Linked DNA regions of Mus musculus: regions 1 and 3 are each linked to region 2. A link is a contact called in public Hi-C and HiChIP or PLAC-seq data. All regions are on one chromosome and are shown on one strand. Each heading gives the region's core, a stretch centred on a gene start, on an enhancer-like site or on the middle of the called end of the contact. The rest is flanking DNA. Distances are from core to core; before and after follow the strand shown. Region 1 has its middle 33 kb from the start of Gm32485. Region 2 has its middle 27 kb from the start of 9530052E02Rik. Region 3 has its middle 14 kb from the start of Gm32485.

Region 1 (4,137 bases), core at 1,130-3,629, 200 kb after region 2:
CCTACCTACAGAGGTTCTGAGGGGCAGGGAGATGGCTCTGTAAGAGTACACAGGCTTGGCAATATGGACTTGGATTCCTGGAACTCACATTAAAGAAGACAGGTGGTGTGGTGGTGTAAGCCTGAGATCCCGGTGCTCAGAACAAGATGGCACGGAGCTCTTTGGGCAGGTAATCTTTCTGAATGTAAGTGTGACACTCAGTGAGAGACCGCACCTCTAAATAAAAACAAGGTGGAGGGGTATAGTGGAAAACACCCAGTGGCTTCTCTGGCCTCTACACTCACGTGCACATATGTGACCCCCTCCCCAGGAATGCACACACCCTCCTGTATACCATCCCATTCCACCTAAGTTTCTAAACAAAAAAAAGAGAAGCATTTCCCAGTTTTGAGACATTGTAGCAAAGTTGAAGGGATAATTATGTATCAATGTCTTTGATCTCCTGCAACTGTGTTCACAAAGGACAAGATAACAAACTGGACAGAAAATTGCTGTTTCCATGCCTCTGTCTTCCTTGAGCCAGACTTTGATGTCTTTATAAAAATCAATTAGACATTGACTTGAGAATCTTTGTGATAGATTTTCATTTGTAATACATTCCCTTGGAATGAACCCTCCCTTTCATTTCTCTGTGAACGAAGTAGGCTAAACCTTTATTTTCAAGAGTAGCAGTGATTTTCTTAAATAGAAACATTTTGCAACACAGAGGGCACACGATCGTGGAGGGATGCTCTGGTCCTCATTTCCATGGTGGTTAGTTCTATAATGGCTCATTTTGATAAGTGATCATTGCAGTTTAGCTCAGAGCTCTGTATTTCTCTCAGAGCTTTCCTCGGAACCTCAAGGACGCTGTGTTACTAAAACTCTTATTTTCCCCTCCAATAGCTGTTATAGATCTACTTCTCTCTGATGAGATTTGGGAAACATTTCAGCTTTTTTATTCTTTAAAAATATTTTCCTTTATTGCCCTTCGGTTTCTAAAAATAGGCTGGAATTAAATGTCATGTACCTTTGGAATTCGTTTTACAAACATACTTGGTAACTAGGAAACTCACATTGTCATTATTTATAATCCAGAAATTATTTCCATGGCAACCGGTAGAAGGTCACAATTGTGGAGTATGGTGGAGGCCGGAGACTGTTGAAGAATTTGCCTAAGAGGAAGGCTGGCTTGCAGGAGGTGGTGGCTGACACCCCAACTGCCCACTGCTCCTGCCCCAGCTCCATTTATGCTGTTGTGATAAAACCCTGATCAAAATCAACCTGAAGGAGCAAAAGTGTGTTCAGCTCCCAGGATATAGAATCATCCAGGGAAGCCAGTGCAAAAAGTGTATTTCAGCTCCCAGAATGAAGCTATCATCCAGGGAAGACAAGGCACAGGGACATGGAAGCAGAAACTAAAACAGAGGCCAATGCTGCTTGCTGGCTTGCTTCTGGTCCACATTTGTCTACCTTTCTTATACAGCCCAGGCTGACTGACTGTCTAGGGATGGTACTATCCATAGGGGGCTAGGCTCTTCTGTATCAATTAAAAATCAAGAAAACACCCCATCGATGTGCCCACAGACCAGTGTGGTGGGCGAGGGTTCTCTCTTCTGGATCTATCAGGTGACAACCAGTCTTAGCTGTCACAAATGAATCAGTGCGGCAAGGTCTCAGGGATAAGACAGAAGGCACATCGCAGACAATTTAGTCATGGGCCAGGGTCCACAAGGCCAAGGAGTTGTACCACCTCACCCACTCTCACTCTCTAGGATGCAGCTGAGAGGCAGAGGGCAGCCTCTCTCTGATATTTGGCCTGGTTCATACAGAGCCTGTAGCATCCCAAAGCTAGAGTGGAGAGAACCTGAGCATAGACCTTCAGGAGGAGTCCTGGTCCTTTGTACTTTCTGAAATACCAAAAAAGGTAGAGACAGACCTTATAGGGCCAGTATCCACCTGATCTGTGATTGTACAGGAGATGCAAGACTTGACTCATCTTAATACATTTTCAACCAAAAGCAGAATCTTTGGTATATGGTGATTTGGAGAGGAGGAATGGGGTTGTTCCTCCCTCCCTCCCTCCCTCCCTCTCCCTCTCTCTCTCTCTTTCTCTTTAAAGACCTGTTTATTTATTTCACGTGTATGAGTACACTATGCAGATGCTTCCTGTCCCTCTTCTTTCCTGTCGGCTAACTGCCACCGAATTCTGCCTAAAGAAGCCCTTGTAAACAGATGCAGTGTAGAGCCATTCTGCCCATAAGAGACTTTCTTGTTGTTGTTTTTAGCTTACTGGAAATCAATCCTTGTTTGGTTTGTTGTTTTTAGTTCATTGTTTTGAACAAAACAGGAAAGGAACCCTTGTGATTGCAAGACTAACTTCTGTAGCCATGGAAACGATCCTCCTCAGAGGAGGCTCCTCTCAAGAGGTGCAGGAGCCCAGTCCTCCACAAAGGCAAGTACTGTTGCTTTAAATTCTCCCTTTTCATCTTCTGGGAAATCCTCTACTTTGAATATTTGCTTTATTATTTTTAAGTGTGTGTGTGTGTGTGTGTGTGTGTGTGTGTGTAGATGAGTGTGTGCTCTCTGCAAGAGCCATCTCCAGCATCCCAGACCATTAATTTTAAAATGACGTATTACCATGGGCCTGGTGGGGGGCAGGAGGGGACACAAGTAACATGGGCTTTTAAAGGGGCATCGGAGGCCACACATCCTCAACCAGTTCTATTGTGTTATGCTTCTGAACACACAACAACCTCTGTAATGTATCATTGCACCACACACACTTCAAATAGCAAACTACTTCCTCTCTGTGTGTACTTAGGTTACAGAAGTCAGTAATTGTTGCTAAGTAAGTTGTGAAAAGTTTGCTATCACAAGAGTTTAATTTTCTGCTGTTTCCTATAGACATCCACAAAGTGACCTTTATTATTTCAAAAAAAGATGTTAATTCCAGGGTTAGAGAGATGACTCAGCAATTAAAAGCTCTTTCTGCTCTTCTAGAAGATCAGAGTTTGGTTCCCAGTAGCCACATTGGGCGGCTCACAACTCTCTACAGTTTTAGTTTTGGGAGAATCCAATGCCCTCGTCTGGCTTCTAATGGCACTGTACACACACACACACACACACACACACACACACAAATAAATCTGAAAAACTCTAATTTATCATTTTCATCTATACAAATTATGTGCAATACCTAAAGACTAACTCTATTCCTTGACCTTAAAAATAATTTATATTTATCTCTTCAGTGTGTTTAAAAGTCTTTTATCTTTTCATTATATGTGAAAGGTTTTTTAAGGCTATTTTTAATAGTAGGAGGTGTCTATTTCAGTATTTAATATATTTTTAAATAGTGATAATTTTCATAATAATCCAGAGTTAACTTTATAAAGAAAATAAACTCTTGCATTTGTACATAAGTATGTCCTGTGTCTTGCCTGTGACCACTTCGGGGCATCTCAGCAGAGCTCTCATGGTGCTAGGGTAGGGCAGCATTTTCTTGAGATTCATGGATCTAGACAAAATATAGGTTAAGACTCATGCATTCACCCAGCCCAGGGTGTAATTAAATACAGCTCAGTAACGAAGCACTGGAGGCCAGCAAGTCCACCAGACTCTGCAGTGGGAGTCAAGCCTTTTCAGGGAAGCATGAGGTGAGATGCCTTATGAAGCTGTGGGAAGTATTGGAAACTCAAGAAAAGAAGATGACTCCATCTCAAGTGAGAATCAGGCTCAGGAAGAAGGTTCTCAACCAAGATGGAAGAATGTGGGATGCTCCCTAGTAGGAAAAGTGGAATGAGCGTTTCAGGTAAAAAACAAAACAAAACAAAACAAAACAACAAAAAAACAACCTACACAAAAGCCAGAGAGCACAGGAAGCCAGCAGTAGTCCTGGACTCTAGGTCAGAGTATGAACTATGAGTGGGAGAGGAAGAGTGGAAAAGCTGTGGCCAGTGGATGCTCGACATAACCAGTGGGATGGCTAACCTTGATCTTCAGCTTGCATGTATATTTGCGAGTTTCTTATGGAGTTGTGCATGCACAGGTCTGCATGTATGTGTGGAGGCCAGAGATCAACACTGAATACCTTCCCCAAGATCTCAGCTTGTCTGTATGTATGTGTGGGTTCGGGCTGTGCATGTATAGTGTGCA
Region 2 (4,243 bases), core at 1,565-4,064:
TGGTGCCCACCTTAGCTTTAACTGTCAACTTGACACAACTCAGAGTCTCCTGAGAGAGGACTTTTAATTGAAAGACTGCATCAGCCTGTGGGCATGTCTGTGGAGAGTGGTATTGGCTTTAAGCTGCTGTGGAAGGAACTAGCCCATTGTGAATGACATGATTCCCTGGGCAGGTAGTCTTGAATGAGAAAGCAAGCTGAGTCAGATACTGCAAGCCTCCATGGTTTCTGCTTCAGGCTCCATCAGTGATGGACTGTGTGACCTGGGAGTGTGAGCCACGATACCCTTTCGTCCCCTAAGTTGCTTTGGTCATAGCAACAGGATGAAACCAGGACAGTCAGGATTTTGACTCCATTACCTTTAGGACTGTTTCCTTTTTTTATTTATTTGTTTTAAGTAGTTCAATTTAAAAGTCTTTTATTTAGGCAGTACTGTACAGTACACTATTCTATCCCAAGACCTAGCACACACTAGCTGAGGTTTCTACCACTAAACTACATCTCTAGCCCTAATTTTACACTGAATGAAGTGGTTGGGTTAAACTAATACAATATAACCTCTCCCTTTCCTGTCTTCCTTAGCCTCTCACCCCAGGGCCCAGTGGTTGTAAAGTAGCTCTTTATGTTAATACCACCAGATTTGAATCCCTTTACAACTCTGTGCTTTGCATAGAGCTGCCCTAGTGTGCCAAAAGCAAAGCTTTACTCAGGAGTGAGTGAGGATAGGGAGGGAAGGCTGCAGCAGTGTGCCACCCCTGACCCCAGCTTAACTTACCCATGGGAGAAGGCTCTGACTGCTGTGACTCATGGCTTACTCTTGGGACCCCTGTCATTTCTGCTTGGTTCTCATTGGCCAGTGTTGAGCCCATGGAGACAGCTTCAAAGGCAGTAGAAAGCCATACTGTGTGTCCAGAAGAGGAAAACTAGGCTGTTCCCACACAGATGGTTTTAATGTCCACACTGCTGATGGTCTTCAGTTTGGAGCTCACGGCTCACCATCAGTTCCAGCATACTGTCTCCATCTGTGTTTGTGTGAAACCTTGGGGGAGAAGGGGAGTGCGCACCAGGTCCCTGACACAGTCACTGTGCCAGAGGCACTGCCACTCACTACCATCTCATACCTGAAAACCTGACAATTCAAACCCCAGAGTAAAGGGAGGTTCAACCTGTCCGATGTCCTGCGAGTGAGCCAGGGGACCAGAACTTAAGTACTCCAGCTCTTCCTCACTCATCCTGGATGGAGCATGGGATGGAGCGTGGGCTGTGACACAGTGGGGTTTTGTTTTTGTTTTTAACATTTTATTTATTGTATATATATGATGAGTACACTGTAGCTGTCTTCAGACACACCAGAAGAGGGCATTGGGTCGCATTACAGATGGTTGTGAACCACCATGTGGTTGCTGGGAATTGAACTCAGAACCTCTGGAAGAGCAGTCAGTGCTCTTAACCGCTGAGCCCTCTCTCCAGCACACACATTGGGTTTTGACTCAGCTGCTTTGTATTCTGCTGAAACACTACACCGAATAGCTTTTCTCTCTCTTTTTTCCCTCCTCCCTTCCTCCCTTCTTCCCTTCTTCCCTCCCTTCTTTCTGTATTTTGATACAGGGTCTCCTGTAGCACATGCTGGCTTCAAATTCACCCCACATTTCTGCTGTGCTGAGGGTGGGGCCTAGGCCGCTTTCGTGCGTGCTATAATCACTCTAGCAACTGAGCCGCATCTCCACTCATACTTGCACAAGCACGTATCTCATCCGTTGGCTTTGGAGAAGCATGACCTCACTGGGGAGAAAGCCCTGAGCTGTCCTAAGTAAACATCACTGAGTCCTAGTGACCCACTAGTGTCTTACATGTGTGGGAATCACAGTTGAGTACATACAACAGAAAGGGCCAAAAATGATGATCCTGGCACAGTTAGAGCTTCATACACTTGTGTGGCTTGTCTCATTACAACTGCATGATCTTATGCCCTGGGACATTCCCCCAGCCCCCTTTCTTCTTCTTCTTCTTCTTCTTCCTCTTCTTCCTCTTCTTCCTCTTCTTCCTCTTCTTCCTCTTCTTCCTCTTCTTCTTCTTCTTCTTCTTCTTCTTCTTCTTCTTCTTCTTCTTCTTCTTCTTCTTCTTCTTCTTCTTCTTCTTCTTCTTCCTCCTCCTCCTCCTCCTCCTCCTTCTTCTTCCTCTTCCTCTTCCTCTTCTTCTTCTTCTTCTTCCTCCTTCTCCAACTCCTCCTCCTCCCTCCTCCTCCTCCTCCTCCTTCTTTTCTTGACCCAGGGTTTCTCTGTGTATTTGTGGCTGTCCTGAAACTCCCTCGGTAGACCAAGCTGGACCCTGGAACTCAATCACTTGCCTCTGCCTCCCTAGTGCTAGGATTAGAGGTGTATGCTACTGCTGCCTGGTGACATTTCTCTCTTTTTCTATGAGGCCACAGATTTCATACAACCACCTTGGTTAATAAAAGTTCACAAGAATCTGGAAGCCTTTCAGGCTCTCCCACTGAAGAGACGCAGGAAAAGGAAGTATGTTAGGGGCTCCTGGCTGCAAATGGTGGTTGCCTTTAGATGCAATCAGGGTGAGTTGGGCTGTTTGGTCTGCATCAAAGAGGCCCTTCCTCCCCCTCAGCCCCCCCTCCTCCCTGTGCAGCATCACTGTGGCATTGGAGAGGAGGAGGCAGAGCTGGGGTCGAGTCAGAGAACAGAGCTTGAGTAGAAGACAGGGGGAGCACAGAAAAGGAAGGGACGCATCATTGAGTGGGGCAGGAAGTGCCAAGGCCCTGAGGTGGGGACATGCTCAACGAGTCAAAGAGGCAGGAAGGAGGTCGAGGAGCGAGTTTCCACTCTACCACTCTGCTCTTCACAGCTGTCCAGTTGAGCCTCCATACAGACATGACTGATGTTTGCCGTCCGGATGATGAGTGCTCTCTACTTTGTAACTTGGTGTGGATGAGGGGTGCCAGAGGAGGAAAGTCAACCTTAAGCAGAAAATAGGAGACGCTTTCTTTGAGGGTTTTTCTTTGGAGGTGGGACTGTTTTGAGGCTGAGGACACGCCACAGACAGACTTAGGCCTTTCGGTAGACAATATGTTCTGCAGCAAAGCTAGATCCCATATACAGGTGGAGGGCCAGGCATCAGTGAAATCCTGGGGACCGGCTTTCTCTGCTCCCCTGCTCGATAAAGGGCTTGGTTACCTTGGTGACCAAGCACTGCTGCAGAGACTGGAAGGCAGGAGCCTTCTGCCTCTCGTTTATGCACATCCAAGGACAGTGTAGGAACGCTGGCCTCACTGGTCCTTCTAGGGCTGACCTGCTGTGCTTCAAGCTCTGGTGCTCCATGTCCTGTGTGTGGCCAGGTAGGTCTTTGTGGCAGAATGCCATATGTGTGCCCGTCACTGTGGATCTCTGGGAAGGTTTCTGATGACATTGAGAGCAAAGGAGCTGGACCCATGCTAATGAGATCTGATGCCGTCCCAACGCTGTCGAATTCAAATTACCAGGCTGCATTCTTGTTATCTACTGATGCAGATGTCATCAGCTTAATCATCTGTCATATATCTGGAAAGTTCCATAATGCCCGAAGAAGGAGAAACCACCTTCGTAGCCAATGCTGAACACATACTTGCCCAAGTCAGGAGGAAGCCATCCCTCCTGCCAGCTTCTCTCCACGCCCCCACCCCCTACCCTCCACCCCCCCACTCCCCACTCCACACCCACCCCCATTGCTTGATACTGCAATACTGTCCCAGAGCTATGGCACTGGAATGGGTGAGCAGCTTCACTGCCAGGCAGAGACTAAGTGGCTGATGCCATTACTCCATCTTCATGCTCCTCTTGTTTGTACAAGAACAAATTTACTCAGCCCTTTTGCTCCCAAGAAGGAAAGAACTTCAGAAGTCTCTGTTCATGTTGTCAGCAGGGGACAGACCCATCCCACGGGCAAGCACCCAGCTACAGGCTTGCCATATGTGACTCCTGGGTGAAAACCATGGCTTCTCTCTCTCTTCCACCACTGGTCCCTGGGTCAACTTTGCCCGAGCCATCTATCACTGGCTCTCCGTCCCCTGCCGTGCCCTCTCAGCCAGGCCTGGGCAGAGTCTGGTCCTGATGCCAAGCAAGTGCGGGTTCATTGCCGTGGCTTCTGCAGGCCCACGGACGGACGGCAGCCGCACGGATGCTCCTGAACTTTCGAGGATCAGCTCAGGGTTGTTCGGTTCATGCCTGCAGCAGCTCGCTGGCCAGTGGCCAGGGTTT
Region 3 (4,236 bases), core at 865-3,364, 150 kb after region 2:
TGAGAACATGCTGTGCTTCTTAGGTTTGTAACACTAGGAGTGAGCTGCTCACTAATTAGTAAGTTAATTAGTGAATTGGGTTACTCCCTCTCTCTTTCCACCCCAGGAAGGTCTTGCTAAGGTTGTTCTTACCCCCACCATTATTTAGTAAATACCCGGGCACACCCACAATCCTCCTTGGTATCTGAACACACACTACCCCAGTCCTGACATTAAAACCCAATGCTATTTCATAAATATCTGGACAAGCCCATGAGAATCCCTGATACGAGATTAACACAAAATTGAACAAATCTACTTAATGATTAAGCCTAGCCTTGATTTCATCAAGACCTGAGCTGAGGTTCTTGCTCCTTTTTTTCTGCCCTGAAATGAGCATCCATTTATTACCACAGGTTACCACACAAGCCAGTGACAGAAGCCAGGGTTGCTAATCAAAGATCTCTGTAAAATGCAAGGATCTGTGCCATCTGCTACAGCCTGGCTTTAGACTGTCCACAAAGGCCCCAGGAAGAGTACTGATAGATAGTGGTTAGACTTTATGAGCCTGGGACAGTGAGACGTTATAGGTCCCTGGGACCATGCCCTATAGAGGAGGACTATGGGATACTGGCCCCTTACTCTCTCTGCTTTTGTGGCAGCCATGCATGAAGTGAGTAGCATGTAGCATGTTCTAACACATATGGGTGTCATGTTCTAACACATGTGGGTACCATAGTCTGCTGACTCAGGACAGATCCAAGGGCAACACCAACCAATGAGGGACTGGGGTGTCTAAAACACCAAACAAAACAAACCTTTCATCTCTTTAAGCTGATTCTCTCAGATGTTTGTTATAACAACAGAAATCTGAATAACACTATCTACCAACTACCAAAGCAGCATCATAGGAAGGAGAAACATACGTGGGCACCTAGGTGGTGGTGTCTGAACCAGGGGCAATGATTTTCCTTACCTTAGTGCTGGTCCAGGAGTATAACCTATTGTGTCATGGGCGGAGGGTGTATGTCCAACCTGTGTAGGTGGAGAGAGAACTGTGAATTCTGTCACTGCTCTGGGAACCTTGATCAAGGGCAGGAAGGAGCACCTGCCTCAGGTCTCAGTGTGGATGAGGGAGTAGGAATGGAGGAGAAGCCTGGGTTTCCTCGGTACGTTGGCTCAGGATGCTTAGTCATGCTCATGCTCGCTGGACAAAGATAATCATTAAAATTGCAAGTCAGTGCTTCATATGAGAGGTATTGTGAGTTCACAGCCTCAAGTGTCCAGGCAGATCTTCTTCTGTCAGTGGAAGGACTTGCGTTAGGATTTAAGACTGGAATGATGACATTGTGGGGGTGGGGGTGGGGGTGGGGGTGGGGGTGGGGGTGGTGCGTGACCAAAACCAGTGCTCAGTCTCAGTCTCGGTTTCGGTTCTGGTGTTAGCAAGTTGTCAGGTTTGGGGCTATTGACGCTGTGACAGTCGCCAGGGAACTTCACAGTTTCATGTGCACATTTCTGTTGCTTCTACACACAAATGAAGTTTAGACAGAAGAAACCAAGAAACAGAACCCCACTAAACAGACTTCCTGCTCTATAGCACAGCTGTCTGCTTTGACCCTACGGCAAGAACAGAGCAGATGCACACACAGGTGTGTGTGTGTGTGTTCTTGTTAATCACCATTGAAACTGAACAGAAAGGCTGCATTAGAAATGCAAGATAAAACATCTCCATGCATTAGGGGACAGGAGAAGGAAAATGCTTGTGATTTGAGGTTTGTAGATCTCTGGTCTGTCTATAGATGTGGGTGAAGTCTATGCTTCAGGGAGCCTTCCTGTGTCATCCCACTTCCCAGGCCACCAGCACACTGCTGAGCTTGAACCCCCAGCATACTTGCAGGCTGTGTCTTTGGAGAGATCCAGCCATGGGTTGAGCATCCGGCTTTGGGAATTGCCTGGTCTCTGATGAACGTCTGTGGAACTGGGGCAGGAGAAATGATTCTGTCTATAAAGTGCTTGCTGTGCCACAGTCTGAGTTCAGATCGCCAGAATCCGTGTAAAAAGCTGGGTGTGGTGTCTTGTTCACAATCCTAGCACCATGAAAGTAGAAATGGGAAGTCTGCTCGCCCAGCTGAATCAGCGAGCTCCAGGTGCCAGTAAGAGATGCTGTTTAAAACCAAACTAAACCTACAAAAAACAAGGTCACCTGAGGAGAGACACTGTGCTCTATAGCCTCCTCTATACACACACACACACACACACACACACACACACACACACAGACACACACACACACAGACACACACACACAGACACACACACACACAGACACACACAGACACACATACACACACACATACACACATACACACAGACACACACACACACACACAGACACACACACAGACACTCACACACACACACTCACACACACACACACACACACACACACACACACACACACACACACACATAGACAGACGCACATGCGCAGGCAGGCATGTGCGCGTGCGCATGGTATGTGGAAGTGAAACTGATCCATGATGGCTTCTGTGGCTGTGGTTGCTTGCTGCTGGCATCTTTGTCTGCAGTCTCTTAGAGCACACACGGTATCTGAGTGCTTGCACTAGGCACTACACTTCACTAGTCAAGATGCCGGAGCACAGGCCGGAAACTAAGACTGACTTCCGATGTCCCAACTAAGTGGCCTTCCAGAAATCACAAGATATCACTCGGCCTCTGTTTCCACATTGGTATTCATTAGGAATCGTACGTATACCCGGTAAACTATGATGCTAGACAGCTAATCTTATAGCACCCGACTACTGAAATGCATATGTGAAAATGCACTTGTCTGTGAAGAGCTACTGTGGGCCAGGACGGATGCTAGCCAGGTGTGAGAGTGCCAAGGCCAATCCACAGGGTTCTCTCAGGGACTTCCCGTACACCACAAGCTTCTGGCATATCCAGTGAGGGTCTAGTTCTGTCTTTAGAACCAGGGTGGCATGCTTGGAGAGAGTCACATAAAAGCTGGCATTCAAGTGTGGTTTGATGGTTTGGGTCCATCCAAGTGGATAGCAAGCTTCTTGGCAGGAGGGAAGGTTCTGAGGTGACACAGATGTGGTGAGTCGGAGACTCTAATCTAAAGTTAGTGTGCTGAAGCAGAGAGAAAGAGAGGGTGCAGGGCAGGCCTGGGGGAGCAGTTGTGGCCCCTCCAAACACAGACACAGGGGAGCATGTATTTAAAGGCATTGGGAAGCTACTTGGGGGTTCTACCAGTGTCCCTTGTCTTTCTTGGCTGCCGCCAAACCTTTCTGTTGCATGTCGGCTAACAGGATAGCCTAGTTTTGCAGACAGAATCTGTACCTTATTTTCTAAGCTACACTTTGTGTGACAGCACCCCCCCCCCCGGGCTTGAAGAGGGGAGTGTATTATCACAGAGATGGCTGCAGACATGTGCTTGCTCTGTGGTGCCATTCACGCACAGTAGCTAAGCTGTGGCTCTGCCTAGGCGTCCATCAGCAGAATAGATTTGTTAATGAGAGAGAGACACACAGAGGAGCTTGACTCAGTTACAAAGGGAATGAGGTAGACAACTTATCATCACCATCATCACCACCACCACCATCATCATCCGTCCTCATCTTAGCAAAATGAGCCAGAAAGTCAAACAACACATGTTTTTCTCTCTTATGAGGATTCTGGATTTTTATAGACATAAAACGTAAGTGTTTAAAAACATCCGTAGTGGGGCTGGAAGCATGTCTCAGTAGTTAAGAGCACTCACCACTCCTCCAGAGGGCCACTTCAAGTCACCTGTAACTCCAGCTTCAGGGCATCTGTCATCTCCTTCCTGCCTCTAAGGTCATTGTACTCATGTGTACATACCACACACAGACAAACACATACCCATAATTAAAAATAAAATAAATCTTTAAAGAGTACACGCAGTGATGAGTTTCAGAAAGACATTAAAAAAGCAAACACAAAGGCCAGTGTGTCTTGAATATGCCCTATATTATGTATGTAGATATACATTTATGAATATCTATTTATGAAAATATATTCATATATGTCTTTATGTATAAAATTGGAAGCAAGACTGCCTGGGAAAGAGAGAGGGAGAGACTAGTGGGAAGGGGAGGGGAAGAAGAGAGACTACTTGGCCTAATCCTACATGATGTGCATACATGCAAATGTGTTCAGGACACCTGCTACTATGTGCAGTGAATACACAACACTAATAAATACCAGTAAGGG

Evidence for each region. Hi-C and Micro-C count contacts between places; a contact is called where the count stands out from the background. HiChIP or PLAC-seq counts read pairs in DNA pulled down with a chosen protein or histone mark.
Region 1: a contact with region 2 is called in an H3K4me3 HiChIP or PLAC-seq map of embryonic basal ganglia, with 2.8 times the contacts expected there. The contact joins two enhancer-like sites. A contact is called at or near these places in 1 of 484 Hi-C or Micro-C datasets (embryonic fibroblasts) and 5 of 115 datasets of contacts at active chromatin or transcription factors (embryonic basal ganglia, embryonic forebrain, embryonic hindbrain and 2 more).
Region 3: a contact with region 2 is called in a Hi-C map of Sertoli cells, with 2.2 times the contacts expected there. The contact joins two enhancer-like sites. A contact is called at or near these places in 2 of 484 Hi-C or Micro-C datasets (the N1E-115 cell line and Sertoli cells) and 6 of 115 datasets of contacts at active chromatin or transcription factors (double positive thymocytes, embryonic stem cells and large pre-B cells).

What each region holds. Positions count from the first base shown.
Region 1 is chr8:10,782,928-10,787,064 of GRCm38.p6, reverse strand. No RefSeq gene overlaps it. Among named protein-coding and RNA genes, the nearest start is that of Gm32485, 33 kb to the left of the region's middle. Within about 2 kb of position 2,379, at least 14 of the 459 cell types and tissues checked have an H3K27ac peak or open chromatin away from gene starts, as enhancers often do.
Region 2 is chr8:10,978,627-10,982,869 of GRCm38.p6, reverse strand. No RefSeq gene overlaps it. Among named protein-coding and RNA genes, the nearest start is that of 9530052E02Rik, 27 kb to the left of the region's middle. Within about 2 kb of position 2,814, at least 40 of the 459 cell types and tissues checked have an H3K27ac peak or open chromatin away from gene starts, as enhancers often do. A contact at or near this core is called in the N1E-115 cell line, where this site is marked.
Region 3 is chr8:10,829,314-10,833,549 of GRCm38.p6, reverse strand. No RefSeq gene overlaps it. Among named protein-coding and RNA genes, the nearest start is that of Gm32485, 14 kb to the right of the region's middle. Within about 2 kb of position 2,114, at least 51 of the 459 cell types and tissues checked have an H3K27ac peak or open chromatin away from gene starts, as enhancers often do. A contact at or near this core is called in the N1E-115 cell line, where this site is marked.